3 separate regions of the Pan troglodytes genome follow, and regions 1 and 3 are each linked to region 2. Evidence: chromatin contacts called from public Hi-C and HiChIP or PLAC-seq data. All regions are on one chromosome and are shown on one strand. Each heading gives the region's core, a stretch centred on a gene start, on an enhancer-like site or on the middle of the called end of the contact. The rest is flanking DNA. Distances are from core to core; before and after follow the strand shown.

Region 1 (3,470 bases), core at 496-2,995, 440 kb before region 2:
GACGTACTTTTCGGCCTAGTATCAATCAGATCTCATGTTTTTAAATCACTTTATGGCTGTTACATTCAAAGCATTCTCCATTAATTTAAGTGAAGTTTTTGGAGGTGTCTGCCTGTAAGTCAACAAGTAATGCAATACTGGGCAATCCAGGGTGCATCTTTTACTGTCAGCGTGCTCCCCACAGATAGGAAAGGCCTGATACCCACTAACTGAGCAAAGAACAGACTCTTCAGAGTGACTAGTGGTGCAAAAAAGAATCCTGGGTTCTCTAGCGTGAAAAAGACAAGGTAAAAAACATGGTAACACAAGTAAGGGAACTGGGACGGACGCCTTTTTTAAAAATCAAAAGGTCATCTTTTATGCCGCAGAGCAAACTTATGACCTTATGAGGAGAAAAGAAAATCAAAATACTTGGGAGGTGGGGATGAACATAGGGTTAGTCTGCATTCTCGCTTTTATTTTAACAGCATCACACGTATTCCCCCCGGAACACTGAAGAGCGCGTGGGGCAGACAGGTAGATGGGGCTGTGTCAACACCTCAGTCACAGCCCACAGACCCTCTGTGCCTCAGTTTCCCTCATTATACAAAGCTCCTGGGAGAAAATGGGCCCAAACCGCCATTGCTGCTCCCTCAGGTGCAAACATCCCGTCTCCAACATAGCCCAGGGCTGGGGGTCCTCTGCGCCCGGTGAACGAAACCCCAGGACAAGGGTCATGCATGCAACTCCGTGGCTAGAGAGCCCGTGGCGCGGGTAGGAACAGCTGGCTGGAGGGTCGAGTGTACCAAAAAGAACTCCGCAACCCGGGGCGACCACCAGCGAAGCAGGGGCGCCGGAGCCACGGGTCCTCGGGCGAGAACAGGGGACAGACGGGAAGGGGACAATGGGGGGAAGCGGCGCTGGGTGGCCCTGGCCACCCCCCACAGGGTACTGCTAGGCTGGCCGCTGGCTCGGACCAGACCCCCCTCCACCCCTTCCCCTCGGCCTCCCCACCCCGCTGCCAGCCACCCCCCCGTCCCATTTCTAGGCCGGGACCCCCGCCTCGGTTCTCACAGCACCCTCCACGCCCCCCACCCGACCCCCATGCCCGGCCCTCGCCCCGCAACCCCCACCCACGCTCGCCCCGCACACACCTCCCGCGCCGCGCCCCCGGGAGGAAAGTGGGGGAGGGACGGGACGCACCTGAGCGGGCGGAGCGGGGGGAGGGGGCGGCCGAGCCACGGGGGGAGGGGTTGAGCGCCGGCCCGCGCGCGGCACCTCCCACTTCCGGCGGCACGAGCGGAGGGGGCGAGGCTCCGGCCGCGAGGAGAGGCCGCGGTGGCGCCGCGCCGCCCCCGACGGCGCCCTCTGGCGGCGACAGCTGGCGCCGCCGGGGCACGGGGATGCTGCGGGAGACCCCTGAGATACAGGTGGACTCTCCCGGGGCGCGGGGAAGAAGGGAGAGCCGACTGCGAGAAGGAAGGCGACCTGGGTGGGCAGGATCCCCTCTGGGAAGATTACAGGGACATTCGGGGCCATGGCGGTCAGAAGGAGAAGAGCAACGAGTGGCTTTTAAAGGTCGGAACCGAGATGCCCTTTACAGAGGACGCCATGAAGGAGAGCCTTCTGAAGAGGGACCATGTGGAAGATGCCCCGAGGACTCGGGGTGGCGGAGCCCGCGGGTTCAGCCCCCAGCGCCCGCACGGCCCCTGCCTGCGTAGGCCGCCCGCGGGAGCCGGATCCCGGGCGCCGGTTGCTGTGGCCCGCGGGGGTCGCCGGGCCGCAGGCGCCGCGCTGATTGGCTGCGCCGCGGGCGGAAGTGATGCTGCTGTCACTGCTCCTCCGGCTCCCGGGAAGCCGCGAGTTTCCGCAGGGAGGCGGCGGCAGCTGCGGCCGGGCCGGTGAGTTGGGAACTAGGTGTGGGGCTGGACCTGGGTAGTCAGGGGGGCCCAGAAGTGGGGGAAGCCGGCGTCTGAGGATGAGGGAGATGCACAGAGGGTGCCTGAGGTCCTGGCGTGGGGGACCCCAAGGAGATGGGGCCCCAGGGCCCAGGATTCCTGGATAATGTGGGTGCTAATGAGGAGAGGGGCACATTGCACGGAGCGATCGAGGCCGACGGAGGGAGAATTGGGAAACTGACCCGGTACCCAAGCTGGCTTCTAGGAGCCGGGTGTGGAACAGCGAGGACAGTCGCTTGGGAGCAGGATCTTGGACTCCGGGCTGCCCATTCTCTTCTCCCTTGTCAATTAAGAGCTGTAAAGGGAGGCCTAGCCGTTGGGAGAGGTTGAGACCTGCTTTCAGAAGGCATTTAAGGTTCCTTTCCCAGAAGCCTGGGGGATAAAAATGCTGCTTTGCCACTAGTAGACAGAAGGAGCTCCTGCTTCTCTTTCTTCCTGACATCTGTGGTGGGATCTACTGAGTCTGAAGGAGTCTGCCTAGCGGGGCCACTGTCTGGCTAACAAGGGTTTTGTTTGTTAGTTTGTTTACTTAGTAGAGTATGCAGACTGGGGAAGACACCTAAATATCTTGGGAGAATTGAGGCTCCGGGGGGCAGGGAGGGATTGAGAGGGAATATGCCTGGAAACCTAAGAGAAAACGAGAGGAAGAAATGTAGTATGAAGATTTTTAGAGGTAAAGGAGAGGTGGCATAAGTTCTCCTTTCCAGGAAGCCTTTTAGTAAAATTCCCATTTTTCTGGAATGCTTTGAGGTAGAGCCGCTTGGGTGTGTATCTGAGTACTAAGCCCTGCCCCAGGGTGGACCCAGTGGAGAGCAAAGGCTTTTAAAGGAGCCCAGCCACCATAGGTACACACATGTCCTGCCACCCCATTTGTCTGTCCCCCAGTTCTAACTTGGCTCTTTTTTTTTTTTTTTTTGAGGGCTCCTGAGACCAATTCCCTGGTTCTGTCAAACCCAGGCAATTGGAGTCCCAGTCTGGAGTCTGAGTCCTCACCTTGAAGCCAGCCTCCTGAGCTCAGTACAGGAGTAGCTGCTTAGTGAGGTTCTCTCGTCATTCGTTCTCTCCTGGTTGCCCGCTTGTCCTTGGTGCCTGTTCTGTTTTGTTTGCACTCTCTGGCTTTCCCTGTTTCGCCCCCGCCACCTCCCTCCTTTCACTTTCCCTGGTATCCTGGGATACACAAATCAGGAAGTTAGCTACCACCTGGACTTCTAGGATGTTATTACCTATTCTTTCAAGAGGCACTTTGGTAACAGTTTTTTGCTAGGCCTCTGGGGAACAAAATGAAAAGAGGGTGGCACGATAGCACAGGAAGTGGGTTTTTTGGGTGTTATACTGATTTGGCCTCACCATACCAGTTCTGCTCCAGTCTATGACCGATTTTAGATCTTTGGAAATGACAATTAATGAAGTTTCTTTGGTCCCTGGTCCTGGAGTTTATCTAACCTCAGCTTGTTGCCCTGGGATTGGTGGGACATTATTTCTTCTGTTCTTGGATCCCACAGGTCTGTAGCCTTTGCTGAGTCAACACTACTC
Region 2 (3,425 bases), core at 275-2,774:
AAACTATATTTCCCAGCCTCCTTTTCAGCTAAGTGTAGCCATGTGACTAAGTTGTGGCCAATGGGATGTCAGTACAAGTGGTAATGGCAATATCTGGGATGTGTCTTTAAAAGGAAGGAACATGTCCTTCTCCTTTTCCTCCTTCCTGTTCCCTGGGAGGTGAACTTGGTAGCTGGAGGTGAAGCAGCTGGAACTTGGATATGAGCATCTCGTTGATGATAATAGTGCAACAAGATAGAAGCGGCCCGAGCTGGCCTACATTTACATGAGAAGGAAATAAGACTCCATTTTGTTTAAGCTATTCTCTTGCATATATATATATACACATATATATCAGCTAAGTGTAGCCATGTGACTAACTTGTGGCCAATGGGATGTCAGTATGAGTGGTAAGAGCAGTATCTTGTATATATATATGTATATATATACACACACATATATACATATATGTATGCAAGAATATAAAATATATATGTGTGTGTGTATATATATATGCACACATATATGTGTCCCTTGCAGCCAAGTCTAATTCTAACTAATACAAACTAACTCTAAAAAATGAATATATATTCACCAGGGGATAGGCTATTTCAAGCAGAGGGAAGACTGTATAAAGGCTCAGGGGATGCCGTGGTTTTATGTGGCAGCAGATGAGACTGGAAATGAGTCAGGATGAGCCACAGTGGAGGATGAATTAAATGGGCAGGACTGTGATAGAAAGACCTGTTGGAGGCTATGAATGCAATCAAGGTGACAGACAACTGGTGCAATGATAGTAGTGGAAATGGAGGAGAGGGGATTGATTCAAGATGCATTTAGGACCAAGAATCGGGAGCTTGTGAACATGTGTGTATGAGTACTGTAGACGGAGTGGGTGTGTCATCAGAGAAGATCTGAGCATTTGGGCTTGCTCTCCTCAGAGGCCCTGCGAGTGGAGTTCAGCTTTTCCTCATGGGGCAAATCCTACTTTCGCTCCAGTTCCTGGGGCTCAGAGTCCCTGGCCCAGATGCCTCTTGCCATCTCATCTTCACCCTGCCTGGCTTCCCTTGCTTGTTCCAGGATTGTTTCATAAAGAGGGATGTGGTTGGGTCTTTAACCCTATGAATGCTGGCTGAGGATGCCTGCGGAGCCTGTAGTGAAGCTGTCAGGGGCTGCTCAGGTTCTGGCTGGTAGGTGAACACTGTCCATCTTGCTGGCTGGGACACAGTGACTCTGGGTAGTTGTGTAAGAGAGGGGCCCTTGGCAGACAAACAGGTTCTTCTCTGTTGGTGGGCCAGCCAGCTGGTCATTGGGAAGGTTAAAGGTCATGGGGTTTGGGAGAAACTGGGTGAGGAGTTCAGCCCCATCCCCCGTAAAGCTCCTGGGAAGCACTTCTCTACTGGGGCAGCCCCTGATACCAGGGCACTCATTAACCCTCTGGGTGCCAGGGAAAGGGCAGGAGGTGAGTGCTGGGAGGCAGCTGAGGTCAACTTCTTTTGAACTTCCACGTGGTATTTACTCAGAGCAATTGGTGCCAGAGGCTCAGGGCCCTGGAGTATAAAGCAGAATGTCTGCTCTCTGTGCCCAGACGTGAGCAGGTGAGCAGCTGGGGCAGAGGGATGGGGGTCACAGTCCTAAGGGAGGGCATTGCAGGTGGCCTCAGGGGAGAGCCTGGGGTGGCCCCTAAGACGTCCTCTTGGAACATTTTGGCAGAGTTGCCTCTTCGCCCTCGTTATGGCTCAGTTTTTCCACCATGAAATGGGAGGGAGGGAGACAGGTGGGCAGGGGAGAGGTGGTAGAAGTGGCCTAGAGAACTGTTCCTGGGGTCTGGGACCTTTGTGAAGGGGTTAGAGCACCACGCTCCCTGCTATGTGACTGAGGTAGCAAGAGCACGCCCTCTTCCCATGTCTGAGGAAGACACCCTAGCCTCCTTGACTCACCTAGGTCGGTCCTCTTGAGCCCCAACAGCTCTGTGCTCCCCAGCCCAAGGAAGGGGTAACAGGATTTCGGGCAGTTGCCCCTGCAGAGGCCCCCTGGGCAAGTCTCCTGCGCCATGTCCCTTCCTCTCCTTCTTCCCCTAACCAGGCCTCCCTCCACCTGTCTTCTCAGAGCAGATAATGGCAAGCATGGCTGCCGTGCTCACCTGGGCTCTGGCTCTTCTTTCAGGTGGGTCTCCGACCCTGACTTCAACGTGGGGGTGTGGGTGGAGGCTGGCCAGAGGGCCCTGTCCACCCTGGGGGAGGAGAGCCCAGGCCCTGATTACCTAGTCCCTCTCCGCAGCGTTTTCAGCCACCCAGGCACGGAAAGGCTTCTGGGACTACTTCAGCCAGACCAGCGGGGACAAAGGCAGGGTGGAGCAGATCCATCAGCAGAAGATGGCTCGCGAGCCCGCGTGAGTGCCCAGGGGAAGGGGTGTAGGCGAAGGGAGGAGACAGCTGGGCCATGCCATGATGCCCTGCCTCTGCTGCCTCAACCTCTGTGGCCGCTGCTGGGACAGAGGAAAGGAGCGGTGCTAGCTCTGTCTGCAGATCCCGGCCATCCTGGGCTCTTTAGCGCCCTCTGCCTGCAGCCCCCGCCTTGACAACTCTGTAGCTGTTGCCCCCTTGCTCACTGAGGCGCGGGACCTGGGATCAATCGGCAGGACGCCCGCTGCAGTCCCCAGAATCAAAGGATGATGTGGCGCATCTATGTTTCTTTGGAGAGTGTTGTAGGTCTGGATTTGTATGGGCAATGTGTTTGTGCTTCGTGCGTGAGGAGTTGTTACTGGCCAGGGCTAGGACAAGAGCCCTCGACCCTGGGGCCAACGCCCTGCGTCCTTGGTTCCCCCAGAGGATCAGTGCGCGATGACGTGGGGACAAAGGAGATGATGGGGGCTAGCAGTCTGACGGCCTGGATATCTGTCCCCTTCTCCAGGACCCTGAAAGACAGCCTTGAGCAAGACCTCAACAACATGAACAAGTTCCTGGAAAAGCTGAGGCCTGTGAGTGGGAGCGAGGCTCCTCGGCTCCCACAGGACCCGGTGGGCATGCGGCAGCAGCTGCAGGAGGAGTTGGAGGAGGTGAAGGCTCGCCTCCAGCCCTACATGGCAGAGGCGCACGAGCTGGTGGGCTGGAATTTGGAGGGCTTGCGGCAGCAACTGAAGCCCTACACGATGGATCTGATGGAGCAGGTGGCCCTGCGCGTGCAGGAGCTGCAGGAGCAGTTGCGCGTGGTGGGAGAAGACACCAAGGCCCAGCTGCTGGGGGGCGTGGACGAGGCGCGGGCTTTGCTGCAGGGACTGCAGAGCCGCGTGGTGCACCACACCGGCCGCTTCAAAGAGCTCTTCCACCCATACGCCGAGAGCCTGGTGAGCGGCATCGGGCGCCACGTGCAGGAGCTGCACCGCAGTGTGGCTCCGCACGCCCCCGCCAGCCCCGCGCGCCTCAGTCGCTGCGTGCAGGTGCTCT
Region 3 (3,490 bases), core at 653-3,152, 300 kb before region 2:
GAGACCAGTCTGGCCAACATATTGAAACCCAGTCTCTACTAAAAATACAAAATTAGCCAGGCATGGTGGTGTGTGCCTGTAGTCTCAGCTACTCGGGAGGCTGAGGCAGGAGAATGGCTTGAACCTGGGAGGTGGAGGTTGTGGTGAGCTGAGATTGCACCACTGCACTCCAGCCTGGGTGACAGAGTGAGACTCTGTCTCAAAAAAAAAAAAAAAAAAAAACACACCCCAAAAACTGCAGCTGTGAAGCCCAGCACCAAAGTTATAGTCCCTGCTAGAGGCGCTGAGAGCCATGAAGTGATAGGAGAGGCAGGTCACACCCCATCATTTATCTGGGATGGAATGAGCTCAGCTGATGAAAGGGCTTAACCAATGCAAGAAGCCAAGGCCCACTTCATTCTTATCTTTATTTGCTAATAAGGGAGCCAATTAGTGTTTAATTGTGTTGGCAGTTTGGAACAGCTACCAGGGAATTGATCCAAGACCATTGTGGGATGACCCCTCTGTCCCATCTTAAGTCCCAGCCATTACTCATGGTTGGATAGGGAATTGGAGCACCAGGAGGTGTTCTTTGGTCAGCGAGTAAACACGAGTTCTCCTTCCACACATTTACAGTGCCCTGGGTGTCAGTTTTTAATACTGTGCATGCAGTGACCTGACAATAAAGTTCTACCATTGAGAGAGACATAGATATGGATGGATCAGGACTAGTCCAAAGGAATACATTTTAACATTGGAATATTCACAATCTTCCCTCCTTTCCACCCAGCCTGCCAAAGACTATTTTGTTGATAGTCTGATTTCCTACCTGCAACCCTCACCTAAAGCAGCTAAGTTAATCTATTTAATAAAGGGAAGGGGAGAGAGGAGGAGGAAGCCTGGGAGCTATGAAGGATGCAGGTAATAGGCAGGGGAAGAAAAAGAGATATGAAATTGCTGGAGTTATTAACTTGATGACCCTTAATGTCCTCGGAGAGTCACTAGGAAGGATGGAATTTTTATTATTTACTTATTTATTTTGCTTAACCGACTGTTGTTTAAACACGACGTGGTTCATTGGACAATGCGCACCACTGCTTCATCAGGGTTATACAAGCAACAGAAATAGTATGTAGGCACTCTGACAGACATCCCTGTAGAATTGTTCAGAGATGGGGGTGGTAGGAAGGAAAATGACGTACCTTCTTTGGCTGTCACCCACCCAATGACTGGAATGCCTGTTTGGACTGGCTTGTCCGCCCTTGAACACGCAAATCCTGGTTTCCCCATTCTCCTATATTCGGTGACAATTAGGTTGACTGTGCAGGGTGAGCTGGATTTTGTAAGAGGAAGGAATTTTACCGAAGAATTCCCCTGCGTTGTTACCAACTTGGTTACAGTTGCTTCAAGAGTGTAGCTATTCCTGCATTTGTGGCCTCAAGGGCTAAAGTGGGACAACGCTGGTATTTTTGGTGATGAGGAAACACTTTTTTTTTGTTAAGGGAGGTTGGGTGATCGTTGAACTGGGACAGAGGTCACAGTAGAGGTCACATTGGCCATTCGAGCGGCGGTGGGGGGTTGGCTTTGGGTCGGGCATCCTGCGCCCCCCACTCGGGAAAGGTGGCGGAGGCTTCGAGGTTGGGGGCCCATCGGAGGTTCCCACCGCCAGCTCCCGGAGGGGGGCACTCGGGAGCCAGCGCCTCAGGAACCGGGGCCCAAGCGGGAAGGTCGAGCCCGCCGGTGAGGTCACGGTTGCCATGGCTCCGGGCAGTGACGCGCGTCGGCACGTGACCCGCGGTTGCCATGGAGCCGGGCGCCGGGCGGCGAAGGCGCCCCGCCTCCCCGAGTGACGTCCGCGGCCCCCCCTTTCCCGCCCCCCCTTGCCCCCTCCCCCGAGCCGGCTCCCCGCGGCCCCGGAGGTTTCACTGCACAACAAGATGGCGGCGGCGGCGGCGAGCGGAGCTGGCGGGGCTGCCGGGGCCGGGACGGGGGGAGCCGGGCCCGCGGGCCGCCTGCTGCCTCCGCCCGCGCCGGGGTCCCCAGCCGCCCCCGCTGCCGTGTCCCCTGCGGCCGGCCAGCCGCGTCCCCCAGCCCCGGCCTCCCGCGGACCCATGCCCGCCCGTATCGGCTACTACGAGATCGACCGCACCATCGGCAAGGGCAACTTCGCGGTGGTCAAGCGGGCCACGCACCTCGTCACCAAGGCCAAGGTACCGGCGCAGGGGCCAGGCGGCCGTCGGAGCGTGGCGGGGCCGGGAGAGGTCCGCGCCCCCAGCCGGGGGGTCAGGGCGGCGAGCGCGGCGCGTGGTGGGAGCATTGGGGGCCGGGAGGCGGGAGGGAGCCGACCGCGGCGGGGCGGGCGCGGAGCTAGGGACACCTGGGACTCGAGACGGCGGAACTCCAAGCAGGGGGCCGAGGGCACAGAGCACCGGCGCCCAGGAGCCGGGCGCGGGGAGGGGTCTTCGGGGCTGAGGGCAGGCGGGTAAAGGGGATGATTGGAAAGAAGGGGTCGGAACTCCCCGAGGGCCGGGAGACTGTAAGCCCAGAAGACTCTGGAACCAGCAGCTAGGGAATCATAAGGGAATGAGGGCAGGGGCATATGAAATGTGGACCCGGAGGATGGGGAAAAACAAGGGTGAAGTGGCAGACCCGGGCTTGTAAGGGGACCCAGGACGGCTGGGGCACGGACTGGGAATGTGCACGTCTGCAGGGCGCTGGGAGGTCCCAGGATCCTGGTGCCTTAAGACAGAGACAGGAATCCGCATTTGATCATCTAAGACTGATAGATGGTGCGAAGGGGATCCCGAGGAGACACGATTAGTGGAGGAGGCAGTGAGGAAAATGGGGAAATAAGGGGGAAATTGCTTTGCTTGTCCACAGGAAGGGGCCCAGGGAATGGGGGAGTGAGGTGGGGGTGGGGGGTGTCCCAGGTTTATGATGGCACTAGGTAGTCAGGGGTTAAACAATTTGGGAGAGCTGATTGCTGGTTATTTTTAGTTGTTGGAGGGTCGGGAATTGTGGGCTTTGTAGAACCCAGGGTGGGCTTTTACTGGTTGGGGGGAAGCTTGTGATTGAAGAACCCAGACACCGGGAGATTACACTCATCGAGCCCTTAGTTCTCAAAGGGATTTGAGGCGCTATAGGAGTGAAATTGGCCAAGGTCAATTAGGAAGCTATATATGTATGCATGTAAAATTCTTTCTTTGAGGAAATATGGTAGCACTTTCATGTAGCCTTCGTTGGGAGGACTGGAATCTAAGACATCAGGAGGAATCTTTTGGTTTTGGTGGAACCCGCAAAGCCCATTTTTACTCTAAAATTTTCTTTGCTCAATATCTTACTTGAATGAATACTTTTAATGTAGTCATTCATTATGTTTAGAACTGCAGCTTGTGTTTTCCCTCAACCTGAGGAATGAAGAACCCTTACAGCTGCTGCCGCCTCCTACCAAAGCCACATCAATTCCCCTCACCTCCTCAGCCTAGCCTCTGGTTGTCATGACCTACCTTGT

What was found. A called contact is a pair of places that touch in the nucleus more often than the background predicts. HiChIP or PLAC-seq counts read pairs in DNA pulled down with a chosen protein or histone mark.
Region 1: an H3K4me3 HiChIP or PLAC-seq map of stem cell-derived excitatory neurons shows a contact between it and region 2, with 18 times the contacts expected there. The contact joins the promoter of PCSK7 here to the promoter of APOA5 in region 2. A contact is called at or near these places in 2 of 7 Hi-C or Micro-C datasets (blood and stem cell-derived neural progenitor cells) and 1 of 1 datasets of contacts at active chromatin or transcription factors (stem cell-derived excitatory neurons).
Region 3: a contact with region 2 is called in a Hi-C map of stem cell-derived neural progenitor cells, with 3 times the contacts expected there. The contact joins the promoter of SIK3 here to the promoter of APOA5 in region 2. A contact is called at or near these places in 3 of 7 Hi-C or Micro-C datasets (blood, induced pluripotent stem cells and stem cell-derived neural progenitor cells) and 1 of 1 datasets of contacts at active chromatin or transcription factors (stem cell-derived excitatory neurons).

Annotation. Positions count from the first base shown.
Region 1 is chr9:119,172,780-119,176,249 of NHGRI_mPanTro3-v2.0_pri, reverse strand. PCSK7 (proprotein convertase subtilisin/kexin type 7) reads left to right here and starts at 1,745. Exons shown (of 21, transcript XR_010147320.1): 1 at 1,745-1,880; 2 at 3,440-3,470. RNF214 (ring finger protein 214) reads right to left here and starts at 1,518. Exons shown (of 15, transcript XM_003313315.5): 1 at 1,183-1,518. The coding sequence starts at 1,518.
Region 2 is chr9:118,734,647-118,738,071 of NHGRI_mPanTro3-v2.0_pri, reverse strand. APOA5 (apolipoprotein A5) reads left to right here and starts at 1,524. Exons shown (of 4, transcript XM_003313313.6): 1 at 1,524-1,577; 2 at 2,065-2,145; 3 at 2,260-2,371; 4 at 2,893-3,425. The coding sequence starts at 2,097.
Region 3 is chr9:119,039,122-119,042,611 of NHGRI_mPanTro3-v2.0_pri, reverse strand. It overlaps SIK3 (SIK family kinase 3), which reads left to right and starts at 1,902. Exons shown (of 24, transcript XR_010147689.1): 1 at 1,902-2,189.